2 separate regions of the Gossypium hirsutum genome follow, and region 1 is linked to region 2. The links are chromatin contacts, called in public Hi-C maps. All regions are on one chromosome and are shown on one strand. Each heading gives the region's core, a stretch centred on a gene start, on an enhancer-like site or on the middle of the called end of the contact. The rest is flanking DNA. Distances are from core to core; before and after follow the strand shown.

Evidence for each region. Hi-C and Micro-C count contacts between places; a contact is called where the count stands out from the background.
Region 1: a Hi-C map of hypocotyl shows a contact between it and region 2, with 3 times the contacts expected there. The contact joins two enhancer-like sites. A contact is called at or near these places in 5 of 34 Hi-C or Micro-C datasets (hypocotyl, leaf and seedling).

The regions. Positions count from the first base shown.
Region 1 is chrA13:56,511,720-56,519,377 of Gossypium_hirsutum_v2.1, reverse strand. TRNAH-GUG (transfer RNA histidin (anticodon GUG)) reads right to left here and starts at 6,443; the gene lies at 6,372-6,443. Within about 2 kb of position 3,312, at least 2 of the 9 cell types and tissues checked have an H3K27ac peak or open chromatin away from gene starts, as enhancers often do. A contact at or near this core is called in hypocotyl, where this site is marked.
Region 2 is chrA13:56,366,956-56,373,865 of Gossypium_hirsutum_v2.1, reverse strand. It overlaps LOC107893850 (a long non-coding RNA gene), which reads left to right. Exons shown (of 6, transcript XR_005907564.1): 5 at 417-520; 6 at 860-1,207. Among protein-coding and RNA genes, the nearest start is that of LOC107893850, 6.4 kb to the left of the region's middle. Within about 2 kb of position 1,350, at least 6 of the 9 cell types and tissues checked have an H3K27ac peak or open chromatin away from gene starts, as enhancers often do. A contact at or near this core is called in hypocotyl, where this site is marked.

The sequences.
Region 1 (7,658 bases), core at 2,063-4,562, 140 kb before region 2:
TCTTACATATTATCCATTATAATCATTTCAATATATATATATAACATAGCTGAATATTCCTTAATATAAATGCATATAGTGATACTTTAGTAAAATATAATAACCATCTCCATAAGTATATTTTTACTCATGCAAAGCCCGTACCTAAATCAACCATAGGTAGCACCCAAATCATCAACATTTTAACGCACCAACTACTTAAACTTAATCTTTCATACACTTATATCTAATGTCATAAGAAATGACGAATGCCTAATTTAACCAAACTTAAAGATTTAGCCTTCATCACTTTAATTAACCACTACCTATTTTTCAAGACTTCAAATACAAAGAAATGAACACTTATACTCTTATGCCGAATTAGCTAATACTTATAATCCATAGCCGAATGTCATTAAACCTAAGCCACCATAATAATTTTACCTATCACCTCATACTTTATTATCAAAATGAATTAATTATACTTATAAAGATAATATCAAGCCAAAACCTATGCATAACATTACTTATATTATTCAAAATTATACCTTAAAAATCATATACATAGCCGAACCTTTTGATAATTAAACCTCTAATTATTTATTTCAATCACCCAAACGGCATTTGCTCCCATTTAACATTTATATACCAAACGATTGTTCAAGACAAACAAAATCTCATCTCCTCCCTTGACAACCACAACCGAAAGCTCAAACCAACATCCAAATTTCAAAGTTTTCAAATGGGCTAAATATGAAACTAGTTAATTAACTTAAACTAAGCTTAAAATTTCAAAAACTAACATAATTTACTAACCTTCTTCAAGCTTCAAGTGACCGAATGTTTTTGCCCCATTTCTTTCTTTCAATTCGGCCAAGAAGACAAAGATAAAAGCTTTGTTTTCTTCACCCAAATTTTTACTTATTTCTTTATTCATTAATATTATAAAAATTATAAAGCCATTTAGTTGCCTTAAAACTAATAAATAATACATATATATTGTCATAAACATCAACATGGCCGGCCACTATAAACAAAAAGGGACATTTGACATGCAAGTCCAAACTCTTTAACATATGTATTAATAAACCACTTATAAATTTATCTATCACATTTCAAAATTTTCTCACATAAGTCCTATTTAATAATTTCACATACAATTAACAAAATTACAGTATGAAACTTTCACACATGCACGTTCACATATAATAAGCATCGAATATGACGGTTAATTATTTTTACGACTCGGTTTTGTGGTCCCGAAACCACTTTCCGCTAGGGTCAAATTAAGGCTATTACACTCCCCTTCTATGCTATGTGCACCTTAATTTTCTTTGAGAATTGGTAATATTCTACTCAAATTTACCTCTATTCCATAAGTTATTTATTTCAATGTTCTTTTAAACATGCGACAAAATCATGTTGATTGATATTAAGGTTTTGAAATATGCGATCTTTTCAGGCTTGCAGATTCATATTAAGAATTGTGATTGCTCGTAAATGCTCCCTCAATCATGTAGATGATCAAGCTACTGTAGTCCCATCTCCAAATACTTTTTTGCTTATGCGTTGTCAATCCACTCCTATTAAGAGTTGGTTAGAAAAAGCTAACAGGGTCGAAGAGGACGAGGAAGAAATCATGGGTGTAAATAAAATATAAAACAAACATGTAAATTTGAAATTAATTACCAAATAATATGAGCAATTTCATACTAGAAAAATCAGAATATTTTGTCTCATAGTTAACAATTATTTTCACTCAATTGGCATTGTAAAAAGGAGAGAAAGAAATAAACAGGCACTGCATTACTTTGATCGTGTATTTATACTTTTTTTTTACTTCAGCTGGTTGCTGATTTGGTCTGCAAAATGAAAGTAATCAATTTTAATTTCACATGTGGTTGTCTTTACCATGAATACCTTGCGCATAATTTATGAAAATTTTACTTTATAAGTTTGCTCCACAAGATATATATTTTAGTTTATCTATATATATTAGTGTGAGGATGAACATTCCATATGACTTGTTATAAATCTGAGTATTAATAACAATTGTACAATATTAAAAAGTTTCATTAACGTATATTAAAAAGGATAGTCATCCTTCCCCCGGTTGAAGAACGTAATTATACTAGTAAATCAAATGCATAATTTATCCGGATGAAGTATGCATTACCAGATATACTTATAGTCTTCCGGGTTACGAATGTAAATTGTATAAGGACTTGTATGCAAAAATGTGCAAACTTTGAGGGCAAATTTTAGACTTTCTTGTTCTCGGTGTTTGCTTGTTATAAAATCGAGTATTAAAAACAACTTTACAATATTACCAACTTTCATTGACTTTATAATCCACGAGTTTGCCTTAAATATTAATGTCGACATTGTTCATGTGTTATTAAAATAAAACAGAACTAAACATTCCATATGGCTTGTTATAAATCCGAGTATTAATAACAACTGTACGATATTAAAAGTTTCATTGATGTATATTACAAAGGACAGTCATCCTTCCCCCGATTGAAGAACGTAATTATAATTGTAAATCAAATGCATAATTTAGCCGGATGAAGTATGTATTAGCCGGATGAATTTAAAATCTAGTTGGACTGTCACGTAAGATTACCGTTAGGGAGATAACGGAACTTAACGGAAAAGTGATCATTTCGTAACAAAATAATAACATAAGTGACTAAAACGCAATATTTCAAATATAAGTGACTAAAATATAACATGAGGCAAACAAAAGTGATTATTTTTATAGTTTACCCTTAAATTTATTATTGTTAAACTTTTTTTAACATCATGCTAAGGCTTGAAATCAAGACATCCCCATATAATTACCCATTACTAAAGTTACAAAGTAGAATCCGGAAATATTGGTTTAGAACTTGAGTAGATACATTTTTGAGTTACAAAATTTAGAGTAATCATCAAGTATAAAAAATATTGAATTGTATTCACGATATAATGTAAAAATCAAGATAATCAATTGAAAGATCATGAAATCCCGTGAAAACTCATGAAAATTGTATTCCAACCAAAGATTTAGAGAAATAAGATTATAGGGTTCCACAATTTGCCCCCACCTCACGGGGCTAAATTACCAAATCTGATTGAACATTTGCATTACAGTTAATAGGATTGCCATCTGATCTAATGGCTTTGGGTTGGCGGAATGAAAGAACCAACCTTTGGATCCAATAAACAGCAAAAGGAAGTGGCAGGCAAGGTCTTGGAGCCGAAAAGGAGTCAAACAAGTGGGACTAGAAAAAGAGAGTTTGACCATATGATCCAAAGGAAACATGATACCCTCAAATGAGTAGGAAATGATTGTTCTTTTTTTATACCACTTGGGTGTGTTTGGATGGCACCATCTACTACTCTATTAACTCTCTCTTTGAACACTAAATTATCAAAGTCACATGAATTTAGCTCTGCCTTTGTCCCTTAAAGGCAAAAAGAAGACACTACCAACCCTCCAAAATAGATGTCCCTCAATGTCCCCGCTTTGTGTTTTCTTATGTTATCATTGAATATAAATATGTATTTCTTCTCATATTCAATTTTTTAAAATTTATTATCCTATTATTATTTTCAATATTTTACTTTACTTATTTGTTTGTCACTCTTTCGGAAATAACAACATTAAAATAGTTTCAAAATTTTATTCATTTTCAACTATGATTCATATCTGACCTTGTTAATACAATTCTCAAAATCAATCTAATACATATTATTTTTACAAAATTATATTTCTTTCCTGACCTTTAATATGAGAATCCTACTTGACACATGCCCTTAGTTTCTCTCCTTTGCCCTCCCCAATCCATCAACTTCATTGTACCTAGGCTAGCACATCGGCTTCATTGTCATGTATAGTTCAATATTGCTCTCTTTTATTTGACAGCAAGTAGTTGGAAAGTCACTTAGACAAACAGAAACTAACAGCTTATTTCAGCATCTCTAAACAAAGCTCATGCACTTTGCAATTTCTGAAACTTTCAACCAACAACATCATGTTTACTATTACCATTACATCAACCATTATATACCCAAATCTTAAAAAGCTACAAATCTTTAGTTGTCCGAAAGTCATATCGAATCCCGACTAAATTCATAAACCGGATCAACCCCTTAAACAGGGATAAGCTCCGTTAATCTTTTGCATCAAAATTTTGCTAATTCTATTGAAAAAGTTGGGCCAATAGAATAAATTCCCTTAACAAAAGTCCCCCACTTAAAAGCTTAGGATACCTAGCACGGAAGCTATACTTTTTTTTTTCTTTCTTTGATAGTGCATATATTACCTTTTTAATATTAATACCACCTAATATAAAGAAAAAGATGAAAGCAATGGCCATCTGCTACACATACATCCCTTAAAAAAGGAAAAAGAAAAAGATTTGTTAGATTTCCCTTTTGTTTGGTTGCTTGGAAAGTTGCTAAGAAAACGGGAAAGTAAATTAGCCATTGCAGGTTTAAGGAACATGCATTTACTAGCATGTGTTAAAAGACAGTTCCTATTTATAACCATTTTGATGAACAAAATTGATGAGAGACTGAGATATCAAACTGTTTGAGTCAAAAATTCTATGTTTCAATTTATTGTTACCCCATCATTAGTTAATTAGGTGTAAGATTAAAGTACCATTTTTTTTATTCATTACAGGGTGTGAAGCTGTCATGTTGAAAGAATCACTGTTTGTAATGATTTGATTTAACCTGTTTTAGATGCATTAGAAAAGAATCAAATGGGAGCATCAAAAGCAGACAAAAATAATTCACTCATAAAGCAAATATATATAATAATAATAATATAAAAGGTAAAGCAAACAAACTGATAGAAAACAAAGATCTTTAGTTCTCAAATCACTGCCTTATCACAAGGATAATGGCACCCTGGAATCCATTTTTATGTCATCATCCAATTATAATGAGAATCATGCAACTACTGCTGCTGGTGGGAGGTTATCTCACTATCTCATTCACAAATGTCTTTTATATTTGATATTTACATTGAATGTCGAATAAATTTAAAATTAAATTAAATTTTAAAAAAGGAAGATAAAACTCTTTATTCTATTTTCCTCGAATTCAAATTTTCACTTAAAAAAAAAGTCAAACTTAAATTCATTTTATTTAAAAGTGATGAAAAATGGGTTTAGAATTATTGAGAAGAAGAGAGAAAGTTGACGTGTGAGGTAGAAAATTGAGTAACTGGCGCCTAAAACTGTGATTGATTGAAGCAAACAGTTACTTTCAGCATCAGATTAGTGATTTATCAAATGTGGAACACAACTGTCAACAATCAGAAACAGTTAGAAGCTTCTTTATACGTTTAATATGTTTGCTTACTTAAAATTCTTTTTATTTGATATGATTAAGGCCTACCTTTACAAATGTAAAGAATGAGGTTACTTTGAACCAAGGAAAAAAAATTGAGAGATGCTCCAAACTTCATAATCTGAAGGAGAGATTAGCTGGTATACCAGTTCAGAGCAAGGAAAAGAATTGATTGATTTTTGAAACCGATATTTTATTTATTTTTAATAATTCTTAATTTCTAAATGAATACTGGGGTTGAATCATTTGAGACACCCGGCCTATAAAAATAACCAAAATTTGAAAGACCCGCAGCTGTGAATGGTCAAAGAAGATAATTCCGAATCATCACATACGGGTCAGGTTGGGACAGTCTTTTCCTAACTTAGAGGGTAGTGCTATTTTGAAGATTGAAAGATCCCCAAGTTATACTTTAGACAAGACAGGAATGTCTTGATTCCTCCAGCAGTACCAACATCCCTTGGAAAAAACCATTAACGAAAGGTTCACTCTTCAGACAATAATGGTCGGCAAAGGTAAAAACATTGGCGCACCTGTATTTTTAGTGTGGTAATCCGAATATTGTAAGAACCATGACAGTCTTATAAGCATAAAAAAAAATAAACACTTGAAAGGATGAACCACAATACTCCATAGAAATTTAAAAAAAAAAAAAGGCTTAACTCATAAGAACTGCAGATATGATAATCATTAGAAGTAGAAGATAGCAGGAAAGAATATATTTGAACATCCTTATGCTCCACCAAAAAATTGATTATACTCGAATTAGATACTTTTTCGTATTTGACACTTACGTTTGAACCCATAGTTTCTAAAGAAGATAAAATACTTCCATGGCAAGGAGGAAAACAAGGGGAGCATAAGCAGAAGGGCATGTTATTCTGAGACAGTTGTGGGAGCTCCAAGAGAGTGAGGAAGTTGCATTTGCATGAATGTGAGATTTATGAGAGGTTCCAAAACTTAACCATATACTGTGATAGAATTAGCAGACCAATGGTCAGCAAGAATGCTGGCTTGATTAAAAGCAACAAAAATTAAAAAATTGATGCGACTGCTGGGATTCGAGCCCAGGTCTCTACGGCCACAACGTAGAATTCTTACCACTAAACTACAGCCACAAGATGTGGTGTTTGAAGCATGTATAATTTATATTCTTTTAGCAATACTCCCTGCCCTTCAAATCGGCATATATATTATTTCTTAATTTCAAATCCTCCAACCTTATCATATTATTATTTTTTTTGTTGAATCAAATTGGGCTTTATGGAAATAACTTAATAAATACAAAGTATAAACTAAAAGAGAAAGTAAAACATAAAGGAGCCCAGCTGTAAAACTTGGCCCAAAAAACAATAGTAACGTGAAAATAGAACTTAACCTAAATGCAAAAACCCAAAAAAAAAGGCCCAAAAGTAAGAGATTAGCCTGTAAAAAAAATCAAAAAATAGAAAAAAGGTCAAATATCTCTAGAAGCACATTAATTACGTCTTTTTCTTACCCAATCAGAATTAAACGATTGCCGTCTTGTCCCTTCATCGGACATTTCTTCATCAAGACTCTTCCATATTCCCAAGGGGAGCATTTTTCCATCAAATCCATGGGTATCCCGCTTCAAACTCCCCTCTTTCACTTTCTTCCTTTCATTTTCAATCTGATTCTCTCGCCCTATCCCATTTCGCTTGCTTCTCTGCCGATTCTAGAACGCTTCCTACTAGGTAAACTTCCTCCTGATTCTTCAATGTTTCTTTTGCTAAAGAATGCGCTAAACAGTTTGCTATTCGTGGGATGTATTCAAACCTACACTCCTTATACTTTAACAAAAGCTAATGAATATCATGAATATAAGCACCTACCAAGGACTTATCTGGGCTTTTTTCCTTGCACTTTTTTATTATTGACAAGGAATCTCCTTCAATAATAATTTTTTGCCATTGCATGTCAATACCGATCTAGGTCGTGTCCGGCACGCGAGTGCCTCAGCAGCGAAGGCAGATGCAACTCGTTGATGAATCGCTGAGCACGATAAAAGAACACCTCCTTCATTATTTCTTGCCACAACTCCTACTGCCGATTGACAAGTTCTCGCATCATATGCTGCATCAAAATTAATCTTCACAACCTGGTCAGGTGGACGTCTCCATTTACTAGTAACGAAAGAGTTTTTTGGGTTTTTTTATCACTCTCGTCTAACTCTAATATATAGCTGTTAACAAAACTTACTATTTCCTTTCTAGATTTGCTCGCTTTCTTATGCACTCTAGCTGTGACAGCCCTAAAGTGACCCTAGTCGGAAAGCGGTCTCGGGACCGCTAGACCGAGTCACCAAATTATTT
Region 2 (6,910 bases), core at 101-2,600:
AATCCAAGTAAGGCTATCAAGCTTGAGTTCAACTTGACAATGACTGAATTGATTTGAGTTTTACTTGTAGCTGAATCCAAGTGACTTATGGGCACATTTATCTGGTTTTTACCCCTATTATTGATGTTCATTTTTTAGATACGAGAGTTACACGTTTGTAATTTTAGATTAATTCTAGATGGTTGAGCCATGCATGATTAGTTGATTAAAGAATTTACTTACTCTGATGAATCGAAATAATTTTCTTGTGATAAATATTCCCCTTCATTCTGTATGTTGGATTCATCTTCATGTTTAAATTATCCAAATTAAATGCTAATTATACTATTATGACCGATCTCTGGTTAAACTTATTGTGTAGGGAAACTATTTGATTCTAAATGTTGCTTTTAAAATATTTTTGGATTACCTTGTAGTGGAATTCAAAAGCAGATATCTTCCAGCCCCAATGCTATTAAATTAATAGTATTTTCATTCATAAGGATCAGCTTGGCATACACGGAGTTGAAGATAATTTGAGGTGATGGCAATTTTTGTGAAACTAAAGTTGAATTCTGCAGATTCCTTGTTAATGCTTTATGTTCTTATGCACTCTTCCATGGCTTAAAGTCATTCATTAATGCCCAAAAAATTGAGAGAAATGGGGATTAAAATGCCAGTTTAACCTGATACCCATATTTCTTTTATGGATATAATGCCTAAAGTTCAACTATGACCATATAACTTCATTTCTAATGAATTTGTTTAAGCAATTGTGCCTTTGTATAAATTGTTAAAATTCTGTTAAATGTACATTCAAGGTTAAACATGGTTCTGCTTATCAAGAATTCGTTTGACAAGTTGATAACGCTTTCTGCAGAATATGGTGACTTGTCTAGCAGTCGGTGGAATCGACCAAACTGAATAATGCAAATTAAATACTGTATCCTGTCTTGCTTTAATTTTCATTTTTCTTGAAGTATCAATGTTTAACACATTCCTGGACGTGGATCTAGCATATGACCCTCCAAAAACATGAAAAGGTTCCAAATACATGAAAAGGTTATGTTAACTCGGACTCGGGTGTAAGTGTTGGACATAGGCATCTGACTTGAGTATTTTTAATTTTTTCTAGAATTGAATGTATTTGGAGGACTCTTGGAGGACCATATCTTGATGCCCATGTTCGAGCATGTGTTGGAGATAAATTCAGATACAGTAGTTAAAACACAGTAGTACAGACAGTAGTTATTTAGGCAAAATGAAGAGTTGGGTTAATATAGTGAAAAATTTACCAAAAAAGAAAAAGTCAAACATACCCATATAAAATGCGTGCCTCTACTCACACCACTTGAGTCCAAGTAGCATATCTATAATCTATTTGCCCATGCTTTTAATGTCACATGTAGTGAGTGTTGGTGCACTCATATGGTCCTGTGACTGTCTTTTTCGCTCCAAACTATCAAAGTAGATGAATTCTAATGTTTGTTAGTTGTTTCAACTCATTTTTTCCTTTTGATTTTTATTTGATCAATAGGCACTATGCCTAACAAGAAATCTGAAGGAACCTTCACAGATTGTATCCATGTTCGACAATTTATGGTCTAAAACTATTGCTACAATATTGTGGCGGTTGTATGTCTTAGCAACTCAATTACCAGAAACATGTAGAACCCTTCAAAGGTTCTGAAATTCTTAACTTCATTTCTTAAATTAAAGAACACCAAAAGACTTAGAACCTTATCAGCTCGCTAGAGTCCCCACTTTTCTGACTTAAAAACTCATGATTATCGCTCCATACTGAGCTTCCCGTAATTATCTTTTCTTTGGAACAACCAAAGAAGCAGATGAATAAGAGAAGAAAATAAAGTAGAATTAAGAATAATTCACCCTGAGAATTCATTTCTTAGCTATTTATAAACCTTTACGCACAGTCTTCAACCATATCAAAACCATCCATTGGCAATTATTTTATCTCCCACTAAATCAAAACCATCCATTGGCAATTATTTTATCTCCCACTAAAGAACCAGTTGATTCTCATCCAATTGAACAAAAATTGAAACTTCACTATGTCCAAATCAGGCACTAAATTTTCCTAATTTTTCATTAAAAAACGTCAATTTCTTTTAATTTAACACTCAATTATTCCTAACTTCTAGGCTTAAAGAAAACCGGTTGCGACAACTCTCCCAACCTAAAAGAAATTTTATTCTCGAAATTTCTTTTCACGATCAGCCTCAAAAGAAGACTCAAAGGAAATATTCCCCTTCTCTGCCCTCATATGGTTCACGATAGTAATCACCTTTCATTCTTACCGGAACCCTCGACATGACTTATCCAATCGTACATTCGCTTTATACCTGCCCCCTATAATTTGTGAATATCAGACCATTCCGTTGTTGGATACCCCCAATCCATAGAGTTTCTTCACAATCTTAAATTGGCATACGCTCTAGGCGAACACTGCTTGACTGACATCTTGATTTCAATTCTAACGGATACTCTCGTAATTCCTACTTTTTTTCTTGTGCTAACTTCGCCCATCTAGCGGGCTACTTCCTTCACGCCACAAGGCGACTAAGCTCGCCCATAGAGTATTTTTGCTACTACCTTGAGGTACCAGAGTTACCACTCTAATTCTAGAGTTTTATTTCAATGGTAATGACAACTTATCAGCCATTTACAAAATGATTGTTGTTTGACTGACTTGGAACTTACTCTACTTCCCTGATGGTTACACACTAATGGTAACAACTGGCTTATATCCCTTCATCGAGAATATTAAAGGACTTTTCTTCTTTCGATGCCAACAGGTTTCATTCATGCACTAGTGGACTTGAATGGTTCCTTTACCACTCTTAAATTTTCCACAACTTCTTATACATGCTTTTGGTTATAAATAACCAGAACATTGAGAGGGAAGTTCATAATTCCACAAACCTTTTGCTTGTCTGGTTTACTTAATAGCCCTCATATTTCTTATCCATATCCTTCTTTTTCTCATCTAATTACTATAACGACTCGATAGTTAAGGGTGTCGAAAAATATATTTCCGGGGCTCCATTCCCGTAAATTGGACTTGTAAATAATAAATATTTACGAAGTTAGTTGTATAGTTAATTAGGTTTCGGTTAAGTGAAATTGCATGAATTAAAAGTTATTAAGTATAAGGACTAAATCGTGTATAGGGTAAAAGTTGAATTATAATTGAAATAAACTAAAGGGGCTAAAATGGAAATTAAACCATTTAGTAAATGGTTGTGTATAGGTGGCCGAATGTGGCTAAGTAAAAATGCATGTATATATATTTATTATAATAATAATTAAAATTGAAGTTATAATAAAAGAAATAATAAAAGTAAGTGGAAACATGCAAAATTAAGAAAGAAAAAGAAAGAAAAAAAGAAAATAAAGGGCGAAAGGAGAGAACACACGACGTAAGGGCTTTAAGCTTTCAAATTTCAATTTGTTAGTCAATTTAGTCCCATTTTTTTGTCATTTTTATATTTTTAGAATCCCGGTATTTAGGGCTACCCGACCCATATTGTAATTTTTAGTATTGTTCAAGATTTTAGATTTTGAAATTGTTGAATAGTTTAAGTATTAGGGATTAAATAGATAGATATTTAAGTTAGAAATGAAAAATGAGTAAATTATGGAATTAATTGTTGATTTTGAACAATAGGGGGCTAAATTGTGAAAATTTTTAAATTATAGAGTCGAATTGCAATGTGGTTTAGAGTGAAATTAGTAAAAAAAAGAAGTTAAATGTGATGATTAAAATTAATCTTGGTTTAGGGACTAAATTGAAGAATAAGTAAAATATAGTGTGAAAATTGAAATTTTAATGTGAAAATTTAATGTGTAATATTAATGTGATTTAATTGTTTTATTTCGTAGCTAATGTCGTGTAACACCCCTAGTCCGCATCCGACGCAGGATTAGGATTATGAAACATCTCTGATCAACAGTTCAAATCCAAACATTCATACGTATTCACTCAAGTCAAATTCATTCATAATTAAAATAAAATCAGTTCACATTTCAGGACATAATGATATATATCTTGCATATATAAGTCACAACTAAACTCAACGAATTGCTTACTGACTCAATGCATTAATAAACCTGATATTAACTATTATCAATCAAACCTACTTTTAATACCAGTTACACAATTATTCATATAGTCACCAAATCACATTCAAAGATATATATATATATATATATATATTGAACTTAGTAAGCCATAATACAAATCTTAAACCACTATATATGCGACTTAGGTAATAGACAAGTCGAACTTGCATGACTTACTCATTAAAACAAAATGAAACAACCTCATGATAATAATAATGCATTTCCATATAATTCCTTTAAGTATTAATCAGTAAAGATTATTCATACCTACTATAATCATTACAATATAAATATTTAGTCTCGCAAAATTTAACTATTTTATGCACACATCATTAAAAATACACTTATATATATATACACCTAAAGTTATGTATTAAATGACAAAATAGTAGTTTGGAATCTTAACTATTGATCATTTAATGTCATCCATGGTTTAACATTAAAAGCAGATTCTTAGTAACTATGTCTAATCATATAATCATATTATATAATTTAATAAGTAATCACATATAAATGTTTAATACATTGCACTATGACCAAATATACTAATAATAAACATGTACATATTGCGCAACCAACTAAGCTAATATATATCTATCCAACACTTCTTTATCGTTCCACATTTTACATTTCTATCACCATTTATTATATAATACACTAAATACGTATTATTCTTTTATTCTCATAATCAAATTTATTCACCTAACACCACATACCCATCCAAGTTCCCACTAGCAATTTTATCATCAATCAAGCTCATTAAATCTTTTAACCAAGAACATGTAAGACCAAATTTAGACATAAAAAGCAAACCGTTTTCAAGCATATAATACCTATCGTAACATTTTAAATATTCTAGCATGTAACTATAAAACCCAGATAGACATAGCTCATACTTAACATAACCGAATTCAACTTAAAGGTTTAGCCATTTTTGCATGGCTTTTATACAAAACCAAAATTCATCAAGTCAAGCACACTATAGTCTATACATGCCATAATTCGTATTTAACTTATAAAGGTACCCAAAATAGTAGATAGTGTGATGAGCCTCGCTGACGATCCCCGAGTTTGTAACTTAATTTCCAAAATCTAAAAAAAAAACAAAAACAAATATACACACAGTAAGCTATTATAACTTAGCAAGCCATAAGCAAATAATTGACCTAACAAAGTGTTCAACTCAATTAGGCTGATACATTGTAAATAAAAACTATATACCATTTAATCTCAACTTAAAACTTGTATATAAATCCCCATGTATACATTCGCACATGGACATTATTTTGGCCGAATGGTCAAAAGGCCAAATTGTCTTATTATCATTCAACTTTCCAAACAACTAATTATATTATAATCAAACCTGCATATACTTTTTACATAAGCTAGTAAATCACAATATAATATCGCATAAATATTTATATATATATGTATATCACCAACAGGGCCATTTATATATATAATCACACACTTGCATATAATTATGAATCATTTCTTGATGCTCAACTTTTAAAATCACAAAGCCGAATTCACATACCAACATCACTTAAATTTATTAATATCAACTTCACATGAACGAACAAATATCAAGTATAAACTTATCTTATCATTAATAGCCAACAAACTAACTCATACCTGGCCGTTTAACTCGTAATACACACTCGTACCCAATTTACCTTTGCCCGATGAACCATTCAGAATTAGATAGGATACTCAGATAATCACACAAGTTGTACAATGCCAACGTCCCAGACATGGTCTTACATGTAGTCACATATCGATGCCACTGTCTCAGACAGGGTCTTACTCATAAACACATATTGGAATCACATAACGATGCCATGGTCTTACTCGCACACATATATCAGAATCCTATGTCATGACATATGTATCCTAACTATTCTTAAGGTTCATACGGGGCTTCCGGACGTCGTCACTCAGTCAAAACGATTGCAAGAACATAGTTACCATGCTTATACACATTCGGAATTAGTACATAATAATTGATATATTTCATTATAGTATATAAACTTTGCATTTAATTAAAGTTCAATACGTCTATTTACTTATAAACTTACCTCGGACAACGAAAAATTGGTACGGATCGTCTAGTCGACATCTTTCGATTTCCCCCGATCCAAATTCAATTTCTTTGGTTCTTGATCTAAACATATTCAAATTAAGCTCATTCAAACATATTTTCATTCAATTTAGTCCAAAAACACATAAATGGGCAACTTACCATTTTACCCCTAACATTTACAATTTTTACAATTTAGAATCTATTGCACAAAACACAAAATGCACAAAATTTCACAACACCCATGTTAGGCCGAATAGTACCCATGCTCATACAAGTCCATATATTTTATCAATTTCACATTTTAGTCCCTCAAATTATTATTTTTGCAATTAAGTCCTAATTACTCAAAATCATCAAAAATTCCAATACAAAATATGTTAAGCTAAAATATATCTTTCATTTTTCATCATCAAACCAAAAAAATCACAAGCTATCAACAATGGCACAACTCAAAATATTCATCAAAATAAAAAATTCAAGCATGGGTTTTGTAGTACTCGAAGCAACGATCTCAAAAATGTAAAAATTATCAAAAACCGAGCTGAACACTTACCTTAATCTAGCTTGAACAAGGCTGAACCCTACTTTGTTTTCTTTCTTTTTCTTTGTTTTAGTTTCGGTGCAAGGATGAAGAAAATAACATGAATATGACTTATTATTTTATAATATAATAACATATATTAACTTATTATTATTTTACCTTTT